2 separate regions of the Zea mays genome follow, and region 2 is linked to region 1. The links are chromatin contacts, called in public Hi-C maps. All regions are on one chromosome and are shown on one strand. The core of a region is the stretch at or near the end of the contact, and the rest is flanking DNA. Distances in the headings are between cores, read along the strand shown.

What was found. A called contact is a pair of places that touch in the nucleus more often than the background predicts.
Region 2: a Hi-C map of leaf mesophyll shows a contact between it and region 1, with 2.4 times the contacts expected there. The contact joins the promoter of LOC100280305 here to the promoter of LOC103647769 in region 1. A contact is called at or near these places in 4 of 25 Hi-C or Micro-C datasets (endosperm, leaf, leaf mesophyll and 1 more).

The regions. Positions count from the first base shown.
Region 1 is chr2:213,543,071-213,550,754 of Zm-B73-REFERENCE-NAM-5.0, reverse strand. LOC103647769 (ethylene-responsive transcription factor ERN1) reads left to right here and starts at 3,612. Exons shown (of 1, transcript XM_008672283.2): 1 at 3,612-4,855. The coding sequence starts at 3,681. The coding sequence ends at 4,616.
Region 2 is chr2:213,694,196-213,701,879 of Zm-B73-REFERENCE-NAM-5.0, reverse strand. It overlaps LOC100280305, which reads right to left and starts at 4,353. Exons shown (of 11, transcript NM_001153231.1): 1 at 4,130-4,353; 2 at 3,126-3,247. The coding sequence starts at 4,327.

The DNA of each region.
Region 1 (7,684 bases), core at 2,363-4,862:
CTTGCATCAACGTTTTCCAACTTGCAACCGCAGCAACAGCTACTGCTGCAGTCCGTCTTGTCGGCATAGTCTTTTCTGCAGCTGCAAAGTCTGGGCTTGTGTTTTTTTTCTTCTTAATGTTTTTTCAGCCAATTCTTTATAGTGAATCTTTTTCTGGGTGGGGTAATTTGTGAATGCATTGCTGGCTTCAACGAACAGGAAGCTGCCACCACACATGCATGGTTTTGATAGTGCATATATTTGTCTTGTAGTCGAAATATGGTTTGAGATGTGCTGCAACAGAGGTGCAAGGGAAATGGTATTGATGGGTTGGACATATGCAGTTTTGGTGATGAGATTGATTGGAGTTACGTTCTGCTTCTCTTTAATGCCATTTAATTCTGTAGTCATTTACTCTCTCCGTTCTAAAATATAGTTCTTTCAAGCTTTTTTATTTTCGTCCGTATTGGAATGAATGATAATGAATATAAACATACATATAAATTATATTTATAGATTAATTAATAAATACATATTTAGTCTAAAATGAATTATATTTTGGGACGGAGGCTCTTGCAAATTATTAAATACGCTGTTTGAAGATGCAGAAGCTGTGCGTTTTCCTGTGTCCAGCGGCCAAGTGACAGCGAATGCTTCAGTTTTTTTTTTTTGATCGTGTCTGCATACGAGTTGCACAAAAAAAAGTTGCGGGTGGAATCGAAGATTCGCGACGGTTGGGGATTCCCAAACCGAAATTGTTATCCCAGCAATCTAATATATACCTCACATGTGCATATGTACGTCTGAAGTTTTTCTTTCTTTCTGTCATCTTATTTGACTGCGTATCTTATTTATTTTTTATAAATAATATTTATTTCATCATTAAAGATAAAATAATTATGACTTCTTTATTTAATTATTTATATCAAATAGAATAAAATAAATAATTATCTATGATATTTAAAAAGTTATAAGCGTAATCTATTTTAAGGATGAGGGATTATCAATTAAGGGTTGGTTTGGTTAGTGATGGATTGTGGAAGATTGAAGGGGATTAAATTTCTTTTTATTACAAAATTTTATAGGATGGGATTTAATGCCCATCAATCTCTCCCGGTCTAGTTTGGATACTCTAGTAATGAAAGAAATTGGAGTAGATTAATATGTATTGTAGAAGTTTTTGATCTTTTAGGGATTTAAACACTCTCCAATCCCTCCAAACCACCTCAAAACTAAAGTATGCAAACTAAGCCTTAATCTACTCTAAACTGAACAATCCTTAGCGTATCACGTGGAGGTGGAGCTTGTATACCGTCCTACACAAATCACAAAGCATGTACATTTGTCACAACAGAAGAATCAATCATAACAAATAGGAAATGTGCTTTTCAGGTAATTCTCGGCCTTTCGCTGCAAAAGGTTTTGAAACCGGCGAGTCGCTGAGCAAGAATTGGCCGCGAGAGGCTTTTTTTTACCTCCCAAAGTCCAAAACACGGCTGGGAATACGTCCATCTTTTCCAGCTCCACGGCGGCTCCGGGCTCCGCACCCGAAGACAAATCTGAAACCAACCCAAATGGCGATGCCAAGATGCCATCTTCTTGACCTTGCTGCAGCCCCAAAAAAGTGGTCTTTTGTCGTGTTAGCGCAAGTAGCCCACCAAGCTCGACAAAGAAATGCACCTTGACAGCGACGAACAGGGCATCTGCCGTGCTACGAAACAAGACCTCACAAGCCATAGCCTCTTGGAGTCATCTTGACTAGTATAAAAAACACTGTGGCCAGTGTGGGTGCCCTACCGTATTTGCTCAATCAGCAGGTTGGAGGGCATTAATTTATGGGGGGGTGGAATGACGCGCCACAATTTGACAAAGCTCGCCTTTTTGATAGGTGAGGTTGAAGGCGTCCGTGATGTGTGTCTGTCAGCCATGACGATGACCTTTTCCTCCTGTGATCGAATTGTGGGTGCAAAGACCTATATTTCATTAAAACTAGCAGTGCCGTCTCTTTAGGTTGGAGAAATCAAGAAAGCTTTTGCCGTCACGCTTGCTCCATCTTTAACCGGCTATACAATTGTTGCAAGTCTCACAAGCAAAGATTCTCCAGGCTCTACATTTGTCTCCTAGTATATTGTAAAAAAAAAACCAAAGCTTTAGGACTCTTACTTTTTGTTCCTCGAACTCCTTAAGTGCCTGTCCCCCAAAAGAGAAAACACGAACGAGTACTCAAGTGTTGATCTGAAGTTGGAAAAAGGCAGCTCACTATCACCTATTTGTGATAAGTTTTTCTTTGTGTATCCGAAGCTTATACTACCCAATTTGGCCACCAATACATGATTCAAAAAAGATCAATGACCCCATTCCCTACTTCAACAGGAAAAAAGGGGAACATTACAAAAAATCTCATGTCAACAAAAATTCACCGAATTCGAGTTTTTCTTGTAACTTTACCAGATGTCGAGACACTAACATTATCCATTTTTCAACAAAGTTTTTCTTATCCCAATGACACCCGAAACCGAGTCAGATCGTGTCAAAATAACACTTTCTTTGAAATGCGTTTGAAGTACGAAAGCTTACCTGTAAGCATTTAGTACTACGAAAAACAATTTGGGGGCGGCTGAATATGTATCAGTACAAAAGATGCTCTGAAAAAAAAATACTGAAGGGCTCCCAAATTAAAACTGAGCTAACGAAGGACAAACATACATCATCCAGTGACGGAGAAAGACTTGGTTGATAGCAGTATTCGTCAAGAAACACGATAAACAAAGTGCAAGTGGCGTGGTTGATGAAAAGCTGATGTTCAACCGTTTCTACTTTGTATCCTAATCGACATCGTCACTTGCTCTCCCTAATGCTGCCATGTGGCGGGCTATGGAGCAAACCAGACCTGGTCTCATGTTAGTGGCTTGACTAGAGAGGTAATCGTAGATTAGGGAAGAACTAGTCCAATCAGTGTCCTGGAATTTTTCAGTTAGGGCAATGCTTGCTGGTGTGCTTCCAAGCTTTACCTGGTGGTGTGCTGACTACTGACTTGGCATAGTAGTGAGGAGCATGTACTTGCTGACCTCTAGTGTACTTGTTTGCCTGCCGCCTGCAGGCATGAATTCTAAAGTTTAAATTGAAAAAGGAATTTCCATTGTATTGACTCAAAAGCAGAATGGTTATCTTTAGTATGGTTAAGTAGTGACCTCTCGTATTCAACATGGATAATTGTACTATAATGAGAATCCAAATGATGGGAAACACGAAAAGTCAAAATATTGGTGAGCGGTGATGCACTATATCTACAAATTTCTCAACTTTGCTGATTGTATTCAGCAAAAGCATAAATTACTTAACTTGGTTAATATGTAAAGAAAAAGGACAGGCTTAATAAGCAAAAACATAAATTACTGACAATGCATGATGGCGAAACCGAAAAACAAACTGAAAGGACAAAAGGATCCCAACAAGATGTCTTATCCCCAAACAGTCACTTCCATTTCCACGACATGATCATAGGCAGACCAGCATTTGACCAGCCCCTGACAGTAACCCTACAGGTTCCATTGCCAATGCCAAGTGACTGGATGCCCTGAAATCCACTATAAATCCTCCCTCCCCAGTGCTCAACTGCTCATCACCACCAGAACTACCAAGCGTCGACACCTGTCTTCCTCCTCCCCTCCAACCAGCAGCTCAAAGCCAACAAAGCTCACATGGAGCTCCACTTCCAGCCGCAGCCACCAGTGTTCCAGCTCGAGGGCTACACCAGCAGCAGCAGCTACTACTACTACTACCAGCAGGAGGCCGCGGCGCAGGCCAAGCCGTCCAAGCCACGGTGCCGGAAGAAGGGCAGCAACAACCACAGCAAGTTCGTCGGCGTCCGGCAGCGCCCGTCGGGCCGGTGGGTGGCGGAGATCAAGGATACCACGCAGAAGATCCGCATGTGGCTCGGCACCTTCGAGACCGCCGAGGCCGCGGCCAAGGCCTACGACGAGGCCGCCCGCCTCCTACGCGGCAGTGACGCCCGCACCAACTTCGCACCGCGCATCTCTCCCGACTGCCCGCTCGCCGTCCGCATCCGCGGGCTCCTCCACCACAAGAAGATCAAGAAGGCCAAGGCCTCCGCGGCGGCCGCCGCCGCCAAGCAGCAGGCGTCGAGCCCTCCTGCCCCCAGTCCCACCACAAGCAATAGCAATAGTCATAGTCATAGCACGAATAGTGCTTGTGGTGGTGGCTCCAGCAGCAGCAGCAGCTCCAGCTCCAGCAGCGTGGTCAGCTGCGACGATGCCATGGCCATTCAGCGCGGCGGCATCGGTGTACTGGGCGCCAGCGAGGTGTACCGGCCGGAGTTCGCCACCGCGGGCGCCGAGGAGTTTGATTCTTGGATGTTCGACTCGGCGTTCGCCCAGTTCCCGGCGCTGGACAGCTTCGTGGCCGTCGACAGCGTTGTCCCAGTTGCTGGTGCCACTGAGGAACCGATCGTCGCCGCGACGCGGGGCGCCGAGATGGCTGAGTTCGAGCGGATCAAGGTGGAGCGGCGCATCTCGGCGTCGCTGTACGCCATGAACGGCCTGCAAGAGTACTTCGACCGGGTGCTCGACGCCTCCGCCTGCGACTCGCTCTGGGATTTGTCTCCGCTTTGTCACTAGATTAGCTTCACCTGTTGTCCTGTTCTTTGCTCTGATCTTCCGACTCCTGGGTGGTGGCCTTGGCCATTGTCGGTGAAAGTAACAAGTGTCAGGTGTATCCGTGTATGTGCTTCTGCAGTACAAAGGGGCCGAACGTTAGATGATCATCATTGTTGTAGTTGTAGTCAGTCTATGCATTTTTGTGCAAGAATGCCTCAAATCTTGCCTTATGGCAAAGCAAATCGTTGCACATTTCGATGTTCTTCTTGGTGATGATTGTGATGGATACTGTGGGTGTAAGAAAAAATCTCGATGATGAGTAGATTCTAATCTACTGAGATATTCCTGTTGTGCACTATCACCTCCTCCGTGGCCATCTCTTCCTTGTTGAGGCAGAGGATCTCCACTTGGTGGAGGTGGAGGATCAATGGAGCTATCTTCTTTGACGTCGTCTTGAGTTTCCTGCAATGGTGGTGGGATAAAACTGTCGTTCGCCCCCGCCACCATTAGGGTTACAGCTCTTCCAGTCACTCACAAACACTACACGCTGGAGACCTATAGGATTAGGGGAGACCTATAGGATTAGGGTAAGGCTAAGGCTAATCACGGTGGCTTAAGTCACCGGTCCCTTAATCCCTTTTATATAACGTTTGTGTGATCAGGGGCGCAACCATGGTTGGGGTGGCCCTCTGATCAGGGGCATTGGTTTAGGATCGTGGTCAAGCATAAACTCGTCCCAGTTCTGTTAATTGGCTGTTGAGAACACCTCTAGCATTCTCCCATTTGTTCTCTATATTTCTTATACTTAACTTTTCTGGATTCCATCTTTTAACAAGTTTACACAGTGAGACCAATGCATGACGATAATCGATTAATTATCACCGCACTCATTGACTACAATATGCTCCCTAGAAACAAAAAATTACTAGGATGTATTATGTAGCCCTTGTGATTCAAGATCATAGGCTCTCCCTTAAAGTCATGTTGACTACGTGTCGTCTAAACATATTGGGTGGACGGCCTTTTGTGGGTAGATTCGCTAGTATCTATTGGTTCTAATATGCTCAATGAAAGCATCTAGGCCCCTGGTTGGTTTTAGTGATTAATAACAATATAATATTATATGTGACTAACGTGTGTTTTGCAGAGCAAATGGTAAGTTAGGTCGCATTACAGGAAGTTGTGCTACAACGGTGAAACAATCTCTGAGATAAGAACTTGAAGCGACGGCTAAAACGACGAATCAAAAGATGAAGATATTCATATTCCGAGTGTCGAAAGAGTTGCGGCCACTCGGTATAGAATTAGGTCTTCTATTTTATTTTAGCCGTACTATAAAGAGGGGTTGTAGATGAGTAGTTTGACCAAGAGATTTCTAGTGTAGTGTTTGAAGCATCCCAATCCTCTGGGACTCAAATGTGATACAATTACTAGTCCCAGGAGGCTAGTAAACACATTTATACATCAGATAGTTCCAGATCTGCTTAAACGAGATAGACCTATAAAGGTGACGATCAACTTTAAGAGTTGGTCCACAACTCGGGACATATCATCAGAGTGGGGCTGAAGCAGCCCGATATACGCAGCGAAGCAAATCAGCGGTCCAATTGAGAGCACCTAGAGGGGGGTGAATAGGTGATCCTGGAAAACTTAAAACTTAAGCCACAAAACTTGATTAAGTGTTAGCACAATAATCGCCAAGTGGCTAGAGAGGAGTCTCAACAAAACACAATAACCACAAAGATATCAATCACAGAGATGGCACGGTGGTTATCCCGTGGTTCGGCCAAGACCAACGCTTGCCTACTCCACGTTGTGGCGTCCCAACGGACGAGGGTTGCACTCAACCCCTCTCAAGCGGTCCAAAGACCCACTTGAATACCACGGTGTTTTTCTTTGCTTTTCTTAATCCCGTTTGCGAGGAATCTCCACAACTTGGAGCCTCTCGCCCTTACACTTGAAGTTCACAAAGAAGCACGGAGCAAGGGAGGGATTAGCAACTCTCACAAGACACAAAGATCACAGCAAATACGCACACACAAGACCCAGACTTGAGCTCAAGAGACTAGCACACTAGAACGGATCTCAAATCACTAGAATGTCAAACAAGTGTGCAGGAATGGAGTGTGAGTGATCAAGAGTGCTCTAGGAATGCTTGGTGTTACTCCTCCATGCGCCTAGGGGTCCCTTTTATAGCCCCAAGGCAGCTAGGAGCCGTTGAGAGCAATCTGGGAAGGCAATCCCTGCCTTCTGTCGCGTGGCGCACCGGACAGTCCGGTGCACACCGGACACTGTCCGGTGCCCGATTTCTTTCCTTAACTGGCGCAGCCGACCGTTGGCAGGCAGAGAGCCGTTGGCGCACCGGACATGTCCGGTGCACACCGGACAGTCCGGTGCCCCCTTCTAGCCGTTGGCTCGGCCACGTGTCCCGCGCAGATCGCGCGGCCGACCGTTGGCCCGGCTGACCGTTGGCTCACCGGACAGTCCGGTGCACACCGGACAGTCCGGTGAATTATAGCCGTACGTCGCCGGTGAATTCCTGAGAGCGGCCAGTTCGCTCGAGCCAGCCTGGCGCACCGGACAGTCCGGTGCTCCCAGACTGAGCAGAGTCTTGGCTACTCGAGCCAAGACAATTCCAATTCGATTTTTCCTGTTTCCAGCACTTAGACACAATACATTAGTCTCTAAAACAATGTACTAAGTCTGAGAAACATACCTTTATCCTTGATTTGTACTTTGTCCACCATTTTACACTTAGGCACTTGTGTTGGACACTAAATCACCAAAACACTTAGAAATGGCCCAAGGGCACATTTCCCTTTCAATCTCCCCCATTTTGGTGATTTATGCCAACACAACATAGAGCAAGTAGAACAAGTACAAAATCAATTCAAATAAGAACTCAAATTGTTTTCATTCAAATTTGACATATATGGATCACACTTTGCCACCACTTGGTTTGTTTTTGCAAATCAAACTCAAATTTCTATCTCTAAGTCAAACACACATGTTAAGACATAAAGAGAGTCATTCCAAGAGAAATTGATTCAAGATTTCAAAAACTCCCCTTTTTCCCATAATCAACATTT
Region 2 (7,684 bases), core at 3,104-5,603, 150 kb before region 1:
GGCTTTTGATCTAGTTCATTGTGATCTCTGGACTTCACCTGTACTCAGTCTTTCTGGATATAAATACTACTTGGTGATTTTGGATGATTTTTCTCACTTTCTTTGGAATTTTCCCCTTCGGCTAAAGTCTGACATGTTCGCCACCCTCACTCACCTTCGCTTGGGTCTCCACCCAGTTCTGTCGCCCGATTCGTGCCCTTCAGTGTCATAACGGCCGCAAGTTCGACAATAATGCCTCTCGCTCCTTCTTTCCTCACCCATGGCGTTCTGTTGCGCCTCTCGTGTCCTTACATCTCTTCCCAGAATGGTCGGGCAGAACGCATGATTCGCACCACCAACATGATTCTCTGCCTTCTCTTTCAGGCGTCTCTCCCTCCCAGCTACTGGGCAAAGGCCCTGAACACCGCTACAGATCTCCTCAACTGCCTCCCCTCGAAGGCAGTGAACCATATCACTCCCCACTTCGTCTTGTATGGCACAGCTCCCTCCTACGACCACCTTCGCATGTTCGGTTGTGCCTGTTATCCCAACACTTCCGCCACCGCTCTCCATAAGCTATATCCTCGCTCCACTCGTTGTCTCTTCCTCAATTACTCCCCTGACCACAAGGGGTATCGATGTCTTGACCTCGCCACCCACCGCATACTCATCTCTCGTCACGTCATTTTCGACGAAGATGTGCTTCCCTTGCTGGCTCCTCCCCACCCACCGATCTCGACTCTCTCTTTGCGTCCGATCCGGTTCCCCCTCCACCCCGGTCGCTCCCGCCTGTTTCTCCCTAGGCTCAGACGCCACCGCCCGTGCCTCTACCCGCACCCCGTGCGGCCTAGACGCCTCGCCTTGCGACGTTACTCGCGCCATGCGCGGCCCCGTCGACCCCTCCCGCGCCCTGTGCGGTCCTGCCGATGAGCGCAGCCCGCTTCGCCGACCCCGCTCTCGTCTACCGCCGCCGCGAGCGAGCCACTCCATCGGCCCCCGCCGAACCGGCACCGTCGACGAGCGCGGCTCACTTCGCCAACCCCGCCCTCGTCTACCACCGCCGCGGGCTGCCCCTCCCTCAGCTCCTGACGACCCGTCGACCCGCACCGAGCCTCCCGTGTACCACCCAGTCGCCATCCACCGCGACCCTGGGCACGTCCACCCGACGGTGACTCGCCACGCCGCCGGCGTTCTCTACGCAATTGACCCAGCCGACACGACTGCCACTCCTTTAGATGCCTCACTGTTTCCCTCCTCCGTTTGCGTCGCCCTCGTCGACCCACACTGGCATCGCGCTATGGAGGAGGAGCACGTGGCCCTGCTAGCCAACCACACCTGGGACCTGGTCCCACGTCCACCAGACACCGACGTGGTCACCGAAAAGTGGCTCTTTAGCCACAAGATGACCTCGGACGGCTCCCTCGACCGCTACAAGGCCCGTTGGGTCCTTCGAGGCTTCACCCAGCGCCCCGGAGTGGACTACGACGAGACCTTCAGCCTCGTCGTCAAGTTCGCCACCATTCGAGCCGTCCTCTCCCTCGCCCTCTCCCGAGACTGGGTGATCCATCAGCTCGATGTCAAGAATGCCTTCCACCACAACGCTCTAACGGAGACTGACTATTGCAGCCAGCCCACTGGCTTCGTCGACGCCGCTCATCCGGACCAAGTCTGCCGACTGAACCACTCCCTGTACGGCCTCAAACAGGCGCCGCGGGCATGGTACAGTCGCTTCGCCTCCTACTTGGCCTCCATCGGCTTCGTCGAGGCCAAGTCGGACACGTCCTTGTTCATCTACTGGCACGACGACGACACCGTCTACCTCCTCTACGTCGACGACATTGTGCTCACGGCATCGATCGCCGACCTTCTACAACGCACGATCACCGCCCTTCAGCGGGAATTTGCGATGAAGGACCCAGGGCCTCTTCACCGCTTCCTCGGCATCACTGTCGAGTGTCGTCCTCAGGGTCTCTTCCTCCACCAGCGCCAATACGCCATCGACATCCTGGAGCGTGCTGGCATGTCCGACTGCAAGCCCTGCTCCACGCCTGTCGACACCCAGGCGAAGCTCTCTGAGGACGACGGGCACCCGGTCGCGAACACAACATCCTACTGGAGCCTAACTGGTGTGCTCCAGTACCTGACCTTCTCTAGACCCGACATCGCCTACATCGTCCAGCAGGTGTGCCTACATATGCACACCCCGCGGGAACCCCATCTCACCGCTCTCAAGTGGATCGTACATTGTACGCTACCTCTGCGGCTCCCTTGACTACGGCCTTCTACTCCGACCCTCCCCGACGTCGGAGCTCATGGTCTACACTGACGCTGATTGGGTTGGCTGTCCCGACACGCGCCGGTCCACTTCCGGTTATGCCGTATTCCTGGTCGCCAACCTCGTCTCCTAGACCGCCAAGCGGTAGCCCGTCGTCTCCCGCTCCAGCGCAGAGGACGAATACCGTGACGTAGCCAACAACGTGGCAGAGGCCTCCTGGCTGCGCCAGCTACTCCAGGAGCTCCACAGCCCCCCTTCAGCGCACCACCCTCATCTACTGTGACAACGTCATCGCGTTCTACCTCTCCACCAATCCTGTGCAGCATCAGCGCACGAAGCACGTGGAGATCGACCTGCAGTTCGTCCGCAAGCGTGTCGTTGCCGGTGACGTTCGGGTTATGAACGCCGCCACCACGCTACAGTTCGTCGACATCTTCACCAAGGGGCTACCATCGAGTGTATTCATCGACTTTCGATCCAGTCTCAACATATGTACATGATAGAGTTGAGACTACAGGAGGTGTTAGAGTACCCGTTAGGGTTTTGGGGTTAGCCCCTTGTAATTACAGTCTCACCCCCGTGTAATGTGCCAGGCCCGTCTAATTTGGTCTATTAATACAAACACCCAACCCTGAGTTAGGGTTAGGGTTTCCCACATATATAATATCAAATAAATATCATTAAACTTATGGGATATATTTTCATACTATACTTATTTGATGTCATAAACATTAATATTTTTACATATATATTGTGTCAAACTTTAGAAATGTTGACCAAGAATGTACCTAGAATTGCATTATTTTGTGGACAGAGGTAGTACAACGTAGCTGACATTATAAATCTAAATAATAGAGCATTAGAAACTCACATGGATCCTAAAGCAGTTCCTCGGATTGTATGTGGCCTTAAAAATCTCCAGCAGGAATCCTTGAGGTCTAACAGTGTCTTTGATAATGGAGCTGCTCCAGCAGCATCAGCTCGAGAGCATTCCTGCAAGAGGACCAGTAAAATCAATGTTGTCATACTCATACCATTCAAAAAGATGTGCATGGCTTAGTTAGGTAAATACAGTGATGCCTCCGAGTAATAGCAATGGCGAGCTCATGCATTCATCATTCTCATGAATACTGTTGTTAGTAATGCAGTACGATCCAAAGGTAATATCCTCCATACTTTGATTGGCATCCATTTTTGTGGAGCTTTGATGATAATTAGGGTAACTAGGTAATCAAATGGCTGACTGATGTAATTGACGGGCATCCATATTTACACTATACAAGAAACAAAACAAATTAATTGGCATCCATGTTTACACTCTGCAAGTGTGCCTAATCTAGAAACATTGTTAAAGAGAGTGCAATTGAATTTACAAGGATGCAAAAAAAATTCAAGCAGATAGCAATATACATTCACATCCCGGCTCTATGAATAGTTGAACACCCACCAAAGTCGCTAATATGTGCAGTAGCCTTTAGAAATGCAAATATGAACCGCACATTTAGAAATAGCAGTACTATCGTGTGCCCCTCCAAACACAACTGCAGAATAAGAAAGTCGTAGGATGTATGCAACTATGTATATGACAACGGTTAGTGTACGCTCTTAGCAGGTATTGCTAATTATTTATCCGTGTCCTCCCTAGAAGAGCTAGCAGCACACTCTAATTGAACAGTTGAATTTACTGGTATGGAACAATGACATTAGCAACAACGCTAGCAATACAGTTTGATTGGCGGGAGTGCTGCAGCTGCAGCACAAATCGGAAATCTCTGGCGCTGCATCCCGCTGCAACAGAATAAGCACCGCAGACGACCGCAGGGTGTCAGGGCGGCATTGGGCTAGAGACAGAATCAGGCCATCAGGGGGACTTACCCGCACGGTGCCGCGGCGGTGCTCGCGGGCGGCACTGCAGGGAGCGCGAGAGGCGTGAGGGAAGCCGCCTGCGGAGGCGGATGAGAGGAGCGGCAGCGCGGGCCGCGATGGGCTGATCACGCGGATGGCGGGGGCGGCGAGGAAGCGAGCGGTGACGGCAGTACTGGGCGGGAGAGGAAGGGAGGCCAGGGGAGCCATGGGGGGAAGGCCGTAGTGGGGTTGGGAGGGGGGTGGGGGAGCGCGAAACAAGACAGCGAAACAAGACAAGGCGGGTGACGACTGACGAGAGCCGTGGGCGTGTTATCCTGTGGCTGCAGTGCGCTGCTGCTTGACAACCCCAAAATATAGATTCCGCTAGGTGCCACTGTTTAGTAGGGTGGGTATTTTAAAACCCGAACATGAACCGAATTCGAATAGATTAAATTGATGATCTATTCGAATTTTTGGGTTCAAATTCGGTTTCTATATATGCTATATTTTGGGATATGGGTTTGAGTTCGGTTTCTATCCTTTAAAACCCGAATGGACCAAATAATCTGATATATAAAAAACTTTTAATATGTGATGATATTATTATAATATGATTTATGAACTTATTAGCTCAAAATTATGATATCGCCTTAGCGATAATGTATATATATAATCAGTATGCTATTTTTTAGTCACTTGTTGTAATAATAGACTTCCAATTAACTATTAATTGTATATATTTTAACAAACAATACTAGTCTTTCTACTATTTGGTGGACGGCTGGAGTTGATTAAAGATTATGAACTAGAGATACATTATCATTCGGACAAAACAAATGTGTTTGTAGATGCTCTGAGCAGACAGAGTCAAGTCAACATGATGGTTGCATAGCTAATGTCATATGAGTTGGCCAAGTGATTCGACAAGCTGAATCTCGGGTTTCTGAATAGCACGCAGGGAGTGACAGTTGAACTGGAACCCACCCTAGAGAGGGACATCAAAGAATGGCAGAAAGATGACGAGAAGATCAATAAGATCCGACAGCTAATCTCAGAAGGGAGAGGCAAAGACTTTCGAGAGGATGCAGAAGGCGTGGTATGGTTTAAAGATCGGTTATGTGTTCCCGATATCAAGTCGATTCGGGAGCTAATCCTCAAGGAAGCCCATGAAACAGCTTATTCTATACACCCTGAAAGTGAGAAGATGTACCAAGACTTAAAGAAGAGATTCTGGTGGTACGGTATGAAAAGGGAGATCGCAGAGTATGTCGCCATATGTGACAATTGTTAGAGAATTAAGGCGGAACATAAAAAATCAGCCGGTTTGTTGCAACCACTACAAATTCCTCAATGGAAGTGGGATGAGATCGAGATGGACTTTATAGTTGGCTTGCCTCACACTCGAGCCGACTATGTCTCCATCTAGGTAGTGGTGGACCGCTTAACAAAGGCGGCCCATTTCATACCAGTCAAGACCAACTACAGCAGTGCAGCGTTGGCAGAGTTATGCATGTCTAGAATTGTCTGTTTACATGGAGTACCGAAGAAGATAGTATCGGATTGAGGAATGCAATTCAGCTCTCACTTTTGGTAGCAGCTATATGAAGCTTTGGGCACACATTTGAATTTCAGTTCAGCTTATCATCCGTAGACAGACGGTCAGACTGAAAGAACTAATCAGATCCTATAAGATATGTTGAGGGCCTATGCGTTACAGGACAAGTCAGATTGGGATAAGAGATTACCTCATGCAGAGTTATCCTACAACAACAGTCATCGGGCAAGTTTAAAGATGTCCCTGTTCCAGGCACTCTATGGGAGGAATTGTCAAACTCTGTTGCATTGGGACCAACCAGGAGAGAGGTAGGTGTTCGGTGCAAACATTTTGTTCGAACCGAGGAGAATATCAGAATGGTCCGGGAGAATCTGAGGATAGCATAGTCAAGGCAGTGAAGCTATGCCGACACTAGAAGAAGAAAGCTAAGTTTTGAAGTGGGAGATTATGTTTACCTGAAGGTGTCACCGACCAGGTGATTCAGAAAGTTCAGAGTCAAGGGAAAGTTAGCACCTCGATATATCGGACCGTACCATATTCAGGCAAGACGTGGAGAAGTGGCTTACTAGCTCAGCCTACCAGAAAGTCTGTCAGTTGTGCATGATGTGTTCCATGTATCTCGGTTGAAGAAATGTCTACGAGTGCCGAAGGAGCAATTACCAACAGAGGACCTCGAAATCCAGGAGGGCTTGACATACATAGAGAAGCCTACTCAGATTCTGGAGACAGTAGACAGAGTCACTCGAAGGAACACCATCAGAATGTGCAAAGTCAGATGGGGCCATCATTCTCAGGAAGAAGCAACATGGGAGCGAGAGGATGGTCTGAAAGCCAAGTACCCTAAACTATTTGCTGGCCAACCTTGAATCTTGTGGGCGAGATTCTTTTAAGGGGGTAGGTTTGTAACAAACTGAATTTGGGGTATAAAATTTATTTGCTACTACTCACCAATTTAGATGTTACTACTCTTTCCTCTTCTTCCTTGTTTACCTTTTCTTTTCCTTTCTCTCATTTGGAAGGGTTTATTATTTTGGAAATGTAATTATATTCCTTGTGAGTAAAACCTCAAAAGAATAATGAAGTGTTGCATCATGCTGACCCTCATATCTTACTCTTGTTTGATGCATATGCTTTGAAGCGTCCCGATCCTTTAGGACTCAAATGTGATACAATTACTAGTCCGAGAAGGCTAGTAACCACATTCCTTACTTCAAATAGTACAGAGTTCGAATAAATGTTATTACAATACCGGGGTACAAGCTCGAGAGAGCCAGAATACAAAACGCAGTAGAAGATACACTAGCCCAAGCCACAGACAGAACTGGGTGCAGACACAGCCCTCTCAATCAAGCATAGGAGAAAAAAAGTCTTCGGCTGCTGAAAAACATAAATAAATCTGGGTGAATACACTAGGTATTCTGCAAGTCCATCCTGCTCCCGTAAAGAGAAAGGGACCTATATCATACATGCTTTATATGGTGGAGCTGAAGTCACTCTTCTTTTTCTCAGAGAAAGGCAGTACTTTTAGGGTTTTCCCCAAGGAAATAGAAATAACACAATACTCAACCACCACTGAGCTTCCCGCTCCCGTGGCATCGTTTTATTTTCCAAGAACGCATTCACACACACACATTCCCTTCTTCCCGGAGGTTGTAAAAACACTAATTGGCATACCCTACCAGACTCGTCCATACTAGTGGACACGGACTATTCGAATAGGTTTTCAACTCTGCGCAGAGGGGTACACTTTACCCACTTGTCCGGCTCTGTGATCTCATGGCCAATGAGATCCGAATCCGAATCTCTTTCTTTCCTCGCACGTCCTAACCTTAATGATTATACCGGAAGGAGTCAAGCCACCGTCATGTCCAAACCGGACAAAACATTCCCCCTCTTTATCCTCCCGGTGCTCCCCAGCCTTCATAACCATGGGGTTGGACCGTACGAGTTCAGATTGAGTGACTGCCCACACAGTCTCTAGTGGTTGTACTATTCATGAGTACAGGTAGTGAAGGATGACAAATCGGTCC